2 separate regions of the Anas platyrhynchos genome follow, and region 1 is linked to region 2. A link is a contact called in public Hi-C data. All regions are on one chromosome and are shown on one strand. Each heading gives the region's core, a stretch centred on a gene start, on an enhancer-like site or on the middle of the called end of the contact. The rest is flanking DNA. Distances are from core to core; before and after follow the strand shown. Region 1 has its middle 51 kb from the start of ZNF507. Region 2 has its middle 130 kb from the start of TSHZ3.

Region 1 (6,870 bases), core at 1,480-3,979, 330 kb before region 2:
CCATTGCAGACTGGTCTCAGAGTTACTGAGCTGTAATTAGCCCCACGATACTTCTCTTAGTGTCATGCTTCACAGGGCGCAACTCGGACTTGGGCACTGACCTTAAGATCAGTTAACAAAAATTATGCTTCCATTAATGTGAGTTTGTGTGTGTGTGTCAACTTGTCTGTACTCCTAAAGGAAGTACAGGAAGCCTCAGCTTTCCTATGCCACCTCTCCGGATGAGGTTTAGCAGCCCCAGAAGTGAATATAGCATTTTACCCAATTCACTGTTTAGACAAATCCCCTGATTCTGTGTTCATTGTGTCTGCTTTCTTTGAGGTTAACTTGACTGTGGCATTGCTGGCATTTTATTTCACTGAAGTGAGAACAAAACAACCAACTTTTGTGGCTGATCTGTGAAAAGCCATTATCATTAGGCCATCTGGAAAAAAAAACATTTTTTAGGTCTTGAGCAGCAGTTAAGAGCTAGTTTTTGAAGAGTAGACTTCTTGCAATTGCCACATGATAGTGACAGTGTATTATAAAAAAAAAAAAAAAAAAAAAAAAAAGTGCTGAAACAAGTAGGATTTTATACCATCATTTATATTCTAGGTTTATTCATACAATCATTTAAGCCTTTTCCTACTTTGCAATTTCTTTGTGCCAGTAAAGGTTTATATAGCTTTGGAGACACTGCTATCTGGAATGCTAACTCTGACTGGATTACCACAAAAAAACACAACAGCAGCATAGGCTCCATAAACATAGTATGAAGCTGAATAAATGGCATGTGCAATTTATATATTTTATATATATATATATATATATATTTGTGACATTAAAATACAAAAGAAAAAATAGAATTAGAACACTTACTTGTGGGCTGGTATTACTGTACTTCAGATATTAATAGTTGTTGCTATAGTCCCTAAGATTTATTTCTAATATAAACATCCTAGGGGAAAATGGATAGCCCAGATGAAATCATTCATATTTTGAATGAGAGCTTCTTACGGTTGTTTGTGAAGTAATTACACTTGAATTTATTGGGATAATTGCCAGTTGTGCATGTGTGTCTGTCTGTCTTTTAATTATTTCTCATCTTTTCTGTTTCCTACTGCCTAAGAAGTTCTATGTACTTTGTGAGATGTGAGTCCATGACAATATGGTATGAACTCAGAAAAACTTCTATAAGTTATTTTCAGAGAATACTTATTGATTATGCTTCTTTGTCAATATTCAGAAAATTCAGGCAAAAATAACTAATTTATTTTTCTGTCTTTTTAAAATCAAAATTAAAAAAGGAGAAAACATACTTTATTTAAAATTGCTTGGGAGAGATTCCTCTTCAGTACTTCCACAAACTGTACAATAAATCAGATGCATTATTAATGTGAGAGCTAGAAAATTGTATGTTGATGGGGAAAAAACTTAGAAAAAGACACTAAAGAATCCTGAACAACATAACAGATTTATGGGCTCTTCCTGTCAAATCAGCTGGAAGAACAAAGTGAAGTTCATTTACAGAGGACAAAAATTAACAAAGGATGATTTGAACTGAAGGTCATATCTGGAGCTTTGCAAACATTGCAGAATAATATATAATGGACTATACTGTAAGGGTATTTGTCCACACTGAGATCCACACCGAGAATTAAATGCTAGATTTACTTTTACTGCAGGCAGTAGGAGTGCACAGCAAACAGCAGACAGGAGCTTCTGCTTCCTGCCGAGCTCTTGGTGTATCCACTGCCTGTCAAGCTGGGGATGCAGCCTTACTAGCCAGTGCTTTCTGTACTGTGTGGAAGAGACATTCAGTGGCCACTGATGGAGGCAAGGGCGTTTGAATGTATCTCAGACCTGGTTTATTCAGATGACCTGCTGAAAGAAACACACTTCGAAAACAGTCCTGGCTAGAAACAAGTTGATGCTGAATACTTTATTCAACTGCATCTGTACCTGAATCCTAAGCTTTCACTATGGATTTCTGTTTGTCTGCAGGCAGGTTATAGTCTAATGGTGCTGTTTTCCTCCACATTCATTTTTTGTTTGTTTCTAAATCATGTGTTTTAACACACATGGCGTGCTTTTAATATTGCTTTTCCATATGCTGCTCTAAATGCATACATTCCACATATGCTGCATCTGAGGAATCTTTTTCTTTCCAAGGAAAGTGTTATTCAGTGGAATTTATCTGTACTTCAAGAAGTCTCATGCAGGACAGATGGAAACCCCTGGAAATAGATATACTTCTAAATGGTTTTGGTTATGAGTCAGGATTAAGGATGTGAAGGAGCTTGGTTTATGAAGATGCAAATGAGAAGGGACATGATCCACAAGGTAATATTTCCATTTAGATGAGATCCAGAATAAAGACGAGAAATTCTCAACTGTAATATTATTTGGTTAGAACACTGTTTTATTATCCACTGTTCTCATCCAGTTTTGTAGTATGAAAGTCAATATTTGTTTAAATACTAAAAGACTGCCAGATTGAAACAGCTTTTAAGTAATGTGTACCTTGTGGCTCCAGGTAAAGCTTATCAAGAAGTCCCATGTGAATGCAATGACTGTTTTTTAAGCTGTGAGACACTTGCAAATTTTTACGTTTGTTGAATTTTTGTGGTCCATTTCTATTTACACTTTGTTCTTTCCTAATCTCAAAACTATGTAGGCTTCAGTGTAGATCAAGAATATCTTGTACCAGAGATATCAGTATGTCATTATTTCTTCACTGAGAACAGCCAGGGCTTAGGGGTAAACCTCAGTATTGGAATTCAGTTTTATAATTCCTCATCAGTAGATGGGATATCTGTAGATACCATTCACATATTATGCAGACTACTCAAAAGATTTTAAAGGTTGTATTGAATGGATTTGGGTGTAAGTTCTGTTATCTATTAGTGTTTTATAGTTTTCATTGGAGCTTGAAGTACTCACTTCATAGAATAAGATGGTTTAGACGCTTACTTTAGAGTTATTACTGTTGAATAGGTTATATTGAAGCCATATTAGTAGGCTACAAATCCTTATTTTTTTGCTGTTGAAGGTGTGATAAGTAGTATTTAAAGTTTTGTGTTTGCATGGGGATAAGATATACTTGGACTGGGAAAACAGACTTGGATAAGAAGCTTTTCTTCCTGATATTGTAGTGAAGCTTGAAAGCATATGATTCATTACAATTATACACACTGTTCAAATTCCGTATAAGTAAAGAAATGACATAAGTATACAAAACCCATTACTTTCTGACTGCAACTCACCAGAGTTTTTGGAAAACGATCAAGTGGTTATTTTGTTCTAAGATTGAGTTCAGTCTGTGTGATATTGGTAGCACAACAAAGTAAAACAGAGTAGAACTGCAGTAAAAACACACTTCTTTTTCCTGTGTAGCCAACAATGAAGAAAGTTGTTAATTATCAGCTATAGATTTGCTTCTTATTTTTCAAAGCTTATACTACCTGGTAGCTTTGATTATATTTTGCGCTTTACATACATTGCGTCAATAGGGAGACAATAAACCAATTTTAATATGTCTCACTCTGCTATTTTTCAGTGAAACTGTCATCATGGGCCTTTTTTGTTACACTTCACAGCCTGCAATATTTTTTTCCTTTAGTTTAGCATGTTTTCTTCTCCATATAAATTGTAGTCTGGGTATTAGCATTTGTGGCATTTATTTTAATGACTGCATACGGTATGTCTTTGGGTAGACTATACAGCATATAATGCAAACTAAGCAGATACTGTACCTGAGATATGTATGAGTAAGGCAGTTAAGAGCTGAGTGGAGTTGGGAAGGGCAGTGAGTTATCCCATTCTGTAGGCAGAGGTGGCCAGATAACAGTGTGAACATGGAGTAATGAGAATTTATTATGCTAGAGTTCAGGACTTGTTTGGACGAGCATTAATAAAATAGTGTAAATTAAATGGCTAATACTTTAACACTAAAGTGTAACTCACTGCAAATTTATCACCTTTTGTATGAGATCTTTACCTACAGGTAACAATTAAGAATCTTAGAGAAAGTTCAGACTGTAATGTGACCTGGGTTAAAGCACCCTAGCATCACTACTTAGAGCAAAATTAATCTCACTTAGGTTTAGGTATTTACAGAGCAGACACCAATACCTGAGCCAGTTCTCTAAACAGTCAGTTGAGAGAATAAGAAGGAAGGAGCCATGGCCTAGGAGTGCCTATAGCAGGTGTCTAAATCGTGTCATTCTTTTTCCGTCAACTGTTCTCCCACAACTACTCTGTATGTCTAATTAACTGAGATTGGATATCTCATGCTAAAATAATCAAGACTTAAATGAGATGAATTCTACACTTCATATCTGAATTAGAAAGATTAGATCTATTCTTCAGTGACCAGAGAAGTTGGAGCTATATAGCAAACCAGTGTGGTTATTGCTAGTGATTAATGCTATGGGATTACAAGGACCTTGTTGTTTGCCACACCTGCTGCTCAGCCTGCATCAGCTAAATGTCTTGGTAATAGAGTACAGCTGGGATTCAAAAGGGCAATATTTACATGGCCAGTGGTATGGGAGGAGGGAGCAAATTTCATTGTATTTGCTAAGGGAGGAAGGGGAATTTTAGTATTACATTGTATTGTATCTTTTTAATGATTACTGGAAACTCCCTTTTTGCTACTACCAACCTGTCACAGCAGTCAGTGAAGTTTAAATTCCCCTCATCTTTTGAATAGCCAAAGGTAGTTGCCTTACTACTAAATTCTAGCTACTGTTAACACTTAATGTAAAACCCTTGAGAGAATTTGTGCTTCTGTATCTGAAAGCTTGTGAAGAGATTGGTGAGGTTAGAAAAAAATACTGTTGTCCAGAAACAGATGCGTATGGCAGCAGAGTGGTAACATGAAATTCAGAAGAACCTAGTAACATATGAATGGAGTGCACTGTGAGATGAAGTACTCTTACACTAGCCCACTCATACAAATTGCTCTGGTGTGTTGGTTTAATGGGTTTAAATACCTAGAGGACAGACAGCAAAGGCCTTGGCTTGATGCTTCAACAATTTCAGTGCAGGCTTAACTAAAGCTTAAGTTCTTCTGAGCCTGTAATGTACAGTATGAACATGTTCCATGTAGTTGATGATTTTACAGCTCTATTTTGGTACCTAATTATTGATTTTTGAGACTAATTTTAAGCACATGGGTCTAAAAATGCATACCGTAGTGATTAAAGTAAAATTTTTCCAAACTTCCTCAAACTACCTCTTGCAAATCAGAGAATCATCTAGGTTGGAAGAGACCTCCAAGATCACCTAGTCCACCTCTGACCTAACAATAATAAACTTATTGGCCATGATTCAGTAAACTACTTAAATAAAAATTTGGGAAAAGTTGCATACTTAAAGCTAATGAATGGTTTAGGGTTATTTGTATACTTAATCACTTGCTTGAACACTTCGAACCGGAGCTCCAGCTCTTAAATTTGTGTATTCTTATGATGACACTTATGAAGTGGGCAGGAACCTTGCAGCTAAAAGCATTGCAGCTGATATTAAATAGAGCACCTTTTATGTATTTTACATGTAAGAACTGAATTGTATTATTAACAGAAACAATGACATATACTGAATTAGAGATCGGTATCATGTCATTCTTATTTCACACAGGTTACACTGCTGCTAAATTTAGAAGAACTAGAACTACTGGAAAAAAAAGGAAATATCAGAAAGCAAAATCTACCTTTAATATGTTTTAAATATCTTACAAAATTACATAGTTGAAAAGAATACATTATTAAAAGTAACTTGAATTATGGTGGAAGAAATTCATCTCTGAAATATGTTGGTGAAAAGACTTTGCATATATGTCTCTGTATCATTTAGCCAAAATTATTCATAAATTCTGAGTTTTTTGATGCTTTTGGGTTAAAAAGTCATCTACTTCACACCTATGTAAGTAGTCTAATGGAGGTGGGTAGTCTATATTAGAAAATATAGCTGAAATAGCCAAACAGGGAGCAGATTTTCTAGAGTGGATACACATAAAGAAGTATTGTATACTTTTTCAAATATACCTTCTCCTGAGGTATAGTAGAAGTCACCACACTAGTAAAATTACATATGCTAGCAAGTATAGTTACTAGTATATGAGAAGTCACATATACTAGTAAAAACTCCTCATGCCTGTTCTGAAGTTGTTCCAATCAGTCATTAGCTGAGATGATGCAAAAATACAAAAAAGGCAAAATAGCTGTTTATATCTTTCTACATAAATAAAAATATTTAATAGATCCTGTAAGTTGTGAATATAAATTTCATTAAATTACTTTGCATATGTCTGGAACATTTACTTCTGAACTATGCTTTGTGGAAAAACCAAACAAAACCTACATTTTTGCTACATTTACTACTTGCTACATTTACCATTAAACAATTTTGGAATACTGTACCTCATTTATTCTTCTGTATGTACAATATATATATAGTAAGAAAAGAAAAGGTAGAATGTAAATCATGCTTATTTAAGCATGAGAATAAACATCAAAATCATTTAACTGAAGAATTACATTTTGTATAATATTTGCAGACAAAATGGTTTCAGGTTTAAAAGTATACATTAATAGAATGTGTAAATAGTGTATGCTGATCTGAAATAGATAAAACTGCTTTTGTGAAATGAGTTCATCCAGGAACTTTATTTTAATTTGGATGAAATGTAATTACATTAAATGTAGTATCCCTCATTTATTTGTTTGAACCTTTATTTGTTATTATTCTGTCTCCAAAAACAAATAGGATAAACATAGTTGGGTCTTGGGCATACTGGCAACAACAGGGCAAGGACTTCTTCCTTGTACTCCAAATATGCAAACAGTGCACAGTATGCCATGTTAACATCTGAATTCTTTTATTAGA
Region 2 (6,553 bases), core at 2,363-4,862:
GGAAATTATGGGCTATGATGTTCTAGGGTCTGTGAGGACAGGAATACTAAATATACCTTTGGATGGATCAAGTGCAAACACAAACAAGGCTTGGTCTTACTGTGGCCCAGCTAAAATTACTAATTTTCTCTCACTTGTTCAAAGCTTAAATACAGTCTGGTAGCATATTAAAAACTTAAATTTTGTGAGTGTTCAGTACTTAGAGGAAATGTGCTGTAATTCTTACCATGCCCAAGTGAAAACATATATAGTCTATTTACATTAATTATCTACAGCAAATTAAATATAGAATCTTTCACTCCTTGGTGCTTGCATTGATTTTGGTTCAAAACCAAAACCAACACTATAGAACATCACAAAAATATACATAAAATAATGTTGCTTTTGACATAATTTATTTTGAGTAATTTTACATCTTGTATTTAAGCTTATACAGAAAAGGCATATCATGAAGTAAAAAGTGATGACAGTAATTCTGGACTAACTTCTGACTTCTGATGGCTTTCCACATACTTAGAGCATAAACTGCATGCACTAACGGGTGTATTTTTCCATCCATGAAGAAGACATCTATGGTTAAAGCATCCCAGCTAACCTAAAAATATTTTTCTCCGACACAGTATCAAATCGTCTTTAACTGGTTTTGATTCAATGAAGACTGTACAAACCAAATAAGCATTGTACTGAAGACCATTCACATTTTTTGTTTCCAGAAAACAACTCATGTTTGAGACAAGTTCAATTATCTGCAGTTAGATTTTTTATTTTTTATTCTTATGCTAGAACAGTTATTCTGCCATAGTTCAGGAATAGCTAATGGAATTTCATTCAAGCCTCATTTAAAAAACAAAATCCACACTTTTTGGCAGGATACAAGTGGGAAAAGATTTAGTCCACAATATATATTTTATTCTGGCATATAGAACAGTTGGTGGAAAATGGTTTCCCCTGTAGCCTGTTAGAAACTTAACTATCTGTCAATGATTGCTATGAATGTGGTGCATGACATGTCATGAAAATTCACATAAATAAAAACGGAAAAAACATCCTGTTTCATGACTGCCTCTATGGAACGCTCAGGAAAAAATATATGATGAGGAGAATAGAAGGGTTTTATATTCAAAATTTTTAAAAGTAAGTCTCTGGAGCTCTGGTGGGGGTGAGACCTTCTGCAGTAGTTGTTCTAGGATTACATTTATTTCTTTGTCTACCCTGAGCTGAGGTGTAATAAGGGAAGTTAAAAGGGAAGTTCATTGTCAGTGCTCATTTGGTTATTGACTTTGAATAATCCCAGTTGTAACCAGGACACTGTGATACGGACAGGAGTTGGGGTTGTTCAGCTTGGAGAAGAGAAAGCTCTGGGAGACGTTATAGCAGACTTCCAGTACCTAAAGGGGGCCTACAGGAAAGCTGGAGAAGGACTCCTTGTCAGGGAGTCTAGTGATAGGATGAGGAGTAATGGCTTTAAACTAAAAGAGGGTAGACTTAGATTAGACATTAGGAAGAAATTCTTTACTTTGAGGGTGATGAGGCACTGGAACAGGTTGCCCAGAGAAGCTGTGGATGCCCCATCCCTGGAAGTGTTCAAGGCCAGGCTGGATGGGGCTTTGGGCAATCTGGTCTAGTGGGAGGTGTCCCTTCTCATGGCAGGGGGGTGGAACTAGATGATCTTTGAGGTCCCTTCCAACCCAAGCCATTCTGTGATTCTGTGAAATGTAAAGTTGTTGAAAAAATGTAAAAAATAAAATTATCATAGGCTGCACAGTCTATGAAAATTTATGGAAGTGGAATTAAATTGTTTATGGCCTGCCACATTACTGACAGATAAAATGAGGTTTCAGCTATTGGGTAACTGGTCGTACTTGAGCTAGTGACTTTTGTCCCTGTTCCTGTAATACTTTTTAGTCCACTGCAATTTTTAAGAACTTCAGAAGTGTAGAGGAAGGAACCTGGTAAAAAGATCTCACTTCCACTCACTTCTGTTTAGCTGCAGCCTGATAAACTTGCTCTGCAGTGACCTGTGGCTGTAACTGAGGTCAGCAGGGGTGCCAGAATTAATAAAATGCACATTGAGACTTCAGACCCAGCACATTTAACTACAGAGCTCTGATGTTTGGAGGAAATATTCCCCCACTTGCTCTGTTTCAGCTCAAATATGTGTAGTAAAACCACTTAAGTATGCATTTTTTTTTTTTTTTTTTTGGAGCAGTGATTGGACTGTTTGCTTGGCTGTTTTTGTGAGAATATTTAGGGCTTTTATGAAGTTTCATCCTGCCATATTAGGCTCCCAAAACCTTAAATTTAAGGCTGTGATTAGGTCAAAGGTCTCCCAGAGTATGCAAAGGGACAAACTACTGGGTTTTATGAGCAGAAAAACGCTTCTGAAGCATCCAGATTTTCTGAAGGGACCTGTCAGGGAGCTGGTGAGGCCCTTAGTGCAGATGGCAGGCTGGGGACGGTGGTGAAGGCCAAGCCCTCAGAGTAGGCCGATGTCAGTGCTGGAAAGGCCACAGCAGCACAGGGCGCAGCTGAGATGGGCACCCTGTGGTGCAGCATGGGCTCAGGGCCCTGAGGGCTCCTGGGCCAAACGACAGGAGGCAGCTTGGTGCTTTTAAGGCCTGCAGGTAGTCCCAGCATCCTGCAGGTCTCCGATAGTCTGCAGCTATCACGTGACAGTTTCTTAAAGCAAAACTGCCATTTTGAGGTATATATAGCTCATGTTCCTCAACACGGCAACTTGCAGTTTCAGTCATTCCACGGAGTAGGTTGTTTTTGTATTACTGGTAGATTATGTTGTTTTCTTTGTTTGTTTTAAGTAATAAAATTTACCTTTAAATATCTTGACAATTTTTATAAAATAAAGTAGCTTATTGGTATTTCTGTGTGATAACTGAGGCATTGACACCTTTGGGCAATGCAGCAAGTCCAAAGATTTAGGCCTAGGCTATGGTGGACATTTCCACGCAGGCAGCAGTGCACACCTGGGTTTTGGTGACAGGAACCATAGGAAACCCCGTCTGCAGCTGAAGGTGGCAGCTTAAAAGTAAAATGATTTTACTGATTTGTCTTACCTCCTGTTTAAAGTATAAAAGGAAGCCAGCTGTATATTTTAATTGAAGCAAACCATTCCATGCTTAGTGCCAGGAAAGTTGTTTAGCAGTGACTTTGAAAAATCCTCGGAAATAAGAGTTTATTTTAGAATGCTCTTACTTCTTCAGCAATATATATTTAAGTAGGTTACATGAAGTACTATCCATTTTTAGTTAAAATGACCACTGAGATCATTAATCATGATAACAGCATTAATTGCTTAAATATCTGGTTTGCTGATTTTTTCATGTTCACAACTCTATAAGTATGTGGATTAGATGATGAAATAAAAAATGTGCATCTTTATTCCTGTATTGTCTAATTCCCGTTTGCTCTTCTGTTTAGTCTATTTGTTTATCTAGCCTTTGTCCTATGACTAACTCTGTGTAAAAGTGTGATATGGAAAAAATAAGCTCAGCAATTTTTAGTTAGCTTTTTGTCATGCCCCAAAATGTCTTTCCTGGGTGCATTTTCTGACCTAGATTCAAGTTACAAGCATGAACGTCTGTGTTAGATATGGAGTACTTGTTTGGGTTGTTCTTTATCACATGATTTTTTTGTGTGTTTCATAACTGCTGGAGAATGTACACTCTGGGATTCAACATATTTGTTTTACTGGTTGTAATAAGGAAAACTTTATTCAAGATTTCTGATGCAAATACATTAAAGGAATAGTTAGTGTTTGTTTGTTTGTTTGTTTTTCCCCCATGGGAATTTATACTTTAATTCTTGGACTTATTCTTTCAGAGTGAGAGAGAGAGAGAGACTTTAGTGTTATATAATAAAGTAGCTCATGGTACAATTAATACGATGTAGGAAAAAAAAACACATGCTGAATTTAAATAACTGGAACTGATTAAGGGGGGCATCACAATTAAATGCTAGATAGGATTGACGTAACAAATACAAGATGGCCACTACTTCTAAGTTGAAATACTCTGTCACCCACTGATGTATTCTAGGCAAATTTGTTGATAGACTAAACATTTTGATAGTCTTTCCATTATTTCTTCAAGCAATCAACTTTTAAATTTCTCTTTTCTAGTTAATAAACTTGTGTATAATTTAAACAAAAAACTGTTCTGTTTCATCATAAAAGATTTGTCTGTTACTTTTGGTGTGTAAATCAAGTGGACAGCAAAACATTCTTGAACTTGTTTTTTGAGGTATTTGTTGACAACAACAGGAAAAGAGATCACAGAGACCGCCAATAAGTGTGGACATCAATTATTTTTTAATTGTATAGGAGTATAGTACACTAATTAAAACTAGTATATCTTGCAATGCCAAAGGCAAAATTAATTATTAATTTTTATTAATATTCAGAAGTAGCACACGAAATACATTTAAAAAGATTTTGTGTCTGTGACTGAGATCTTGTTTTGCGTTATATTTTAGCAAAAATAGTATGTTAGCTAAATTTGAATAGTTAAATATGCACTGAAGACTTTATATATATATTGAAGAATGTTCTATTTAGACTAGTTATCTAGTGACAGAATACAAGAGGTAGGAAAAATAATTCTATAAAATTCCCAGGGCTTTGCTTTAACTGTTTTACCTGAGAATTATAAATGTTATTCTGCTATTGTTGCTGTGGATATTTTAATTATCAAATTGAATATTTTTGTTATGATATTTCATATTTAGTAGAATGATTTATTTTCAACTTATTCCAGGGTTTGGCTTATCAAATTAGACATGACCTGAATTGATTTGCCAAACTTGACATGCTTCTGGGCAAAGTTACTCCTTTATTTGTAAGCTATTTATTTATTTATTCATTTATTTTCCCCACAGGTTAGGCTTTAATCTATATAACTCATTTGGAAACTGCCACTCTGGATAAGAAGCCTATCAGGAAGAGCTTTTGTATGAAAACTGATGTCTTTCGCCACTGTTATTGGCCACTTGTTAATAGACCCTTATTTAAAAAGTGACTGGACTGTGCACTTAGTCACATGGTCTAAACTTTTGGGCAGACCTGTGCGGTGCCAGGAGTTGGACTTGATGATCTTTATGGGTCCTTTCCAACTTGGGATATTCTATGATTCTATTACCCTGTGTGTACCAGTTCAGCAAACGTATAGAATGCAAAATTTTAACTTTTGAATGCACAAAATTTGTTTAAAAAACTTCTGGTGGCATTTTTACTTATTTATTGAAAAGAGCATGAGCATTGTATGAAAGGAAAAAAATGGTGGCTGTTGTGAGAACAGTGATTTGCAAAAAGGCAGCTTTGTGTGTTGGTTGTTTTTTTTTTTTTTGAACGTTGACTCCTCTTTTGATGGGAATTGGTTATTAGAAACCTTATCAGAGTATTGCATTCTGCTGCAGGTTTTTTCTAGGCCAATGAGTTTCAGTCTACTTGATCCTTTAAGATTAGGCAGGCAAAACTTTCTTCTTGTTATTATTTTTAAATGAAGCTACTGAACCTTGAGAGATTTGGTTGTCTCTAATCTTTATTTTGAAACACTATGAGTTCCACCTCTCTCCTCTTAGTGATCTTATAACGACCCCTGCAGTCATTCATGCACTGCATAGAAATATGGACACTTTAGTTAAGATCTAAGATAAATATCTCACGTATCTATAGCTTCTTTAGCAGTGTAGAGCAGGACTTCAAAGTTGAGCCTTTGTTTCACCCTAATATCTCAAGCTACTATTATAGCGATACAAAAATACATTTTGTCTTAAAAACAGCGTTGTGCGTTTGATTGCTCCAACTACGCAGAGGTTGCTTTTCATTTTGTTACAGCAAAGCTAACTACTAAAAAACTTAGTTTTCCAGTGTTTTATTTGTATGTTCCATGTAAGTGTGGATGCTATTTTTGTCTTCTTCTAAAAGAAGTCTGTTGCCTTAGGAAGGTCAGTTTGTGCCCACCCCTTGAATTATAATATTATTAGCAAAAATAAGAGTGATGATAATATCCAGTTTTAGTTTATCGTTGGGCCTGTGTTGTGCAGAAGTTCATACCTCTTCAGTGCTTTGTCCATGGCTTGGGAAATGGCACAAGTAATGTTTCTAGTTACCTTGCATCTCTGTGCTTGTGTGTGTACGTGCATGTGTTTCAGCGAGTAGCAAAGAGGAGTCACCACTTTGCTGTTTCCCAGAGGAATCAGCATATGTGGGAAGATTAGGTTGTTGGAGGCAAACTCTATTCTTGGTTCTACTTTGAATTACTTGCTTTTCAAACTTGACTGCAGAATTTGACAAAATACAACTCTGGTTTCTCAAAAACAAACTAACAAAAACCAAACCAACTAACCAGCCAAAAAAAAAAAATTACAAAAAATTTCCTATCACAGTTCTAGAAAAGCAGCTATCAGAAGTTCTCTTGTGAATGTACTGCTCTCTAAAGTGAGTGCTGTGTGTTGTCCAGGAAAAACAGAGAGCACCTTATGGTATAACATTAAAGGGAGACACTTGACAAAGACAGGCAATTTAGATGCTCAGTTCTGG

Evidence for each region. A called contact is a pair of places that touch in the nucleus more often than the background predicts.
Region 1: a contact with region 2 is called in a Hi-C map of small yellow follicle, with 4 times the contacts expected there. The contact joins two enhancer-like sites. A contact is called at or near these places in 2 of 8 Hi-C or Micro-C datasets (F5 follicle and small yellow follicle).

Annotation. Positions count from the first base shown.
Region 1 is chr12:21,220,495-21,227,364 of IASCAAS_PekinDuck_T2T, reverse strand. No RefSeq gene overlaps it. Among named protein-coding and RNA genes, the nearest start is that of ZNF507, 51 kb to the left of the region's middle. Within about 2 kb of position 2,729, at least 2 of the 8 cell types and tissues checked have an H3K27ac peak or open chromatin away from gene starts, as enhancers often do. A contact at or near this core is called in F5 follicle and small yellow follicle, where this site is marked.
Region 2 is chr12:20,891,605-20,898,157 of IASCAAS_PekinDuck_T2T, reverse strand. No RefSeq gene overlaps it. Among named protein-coding and RNA genes, the nearest start is that of TSHZ3, 130 kb to the right of the region's middle. Within about 2 kb of position 3,612, at least 4 of the 8 cell types and tissues checked have an H3K27ac peak or open chromatin away from gene starts, as enhancers often do. A contact at or near this core is called in F5 follicle and small yellow follicle, where this site is marked.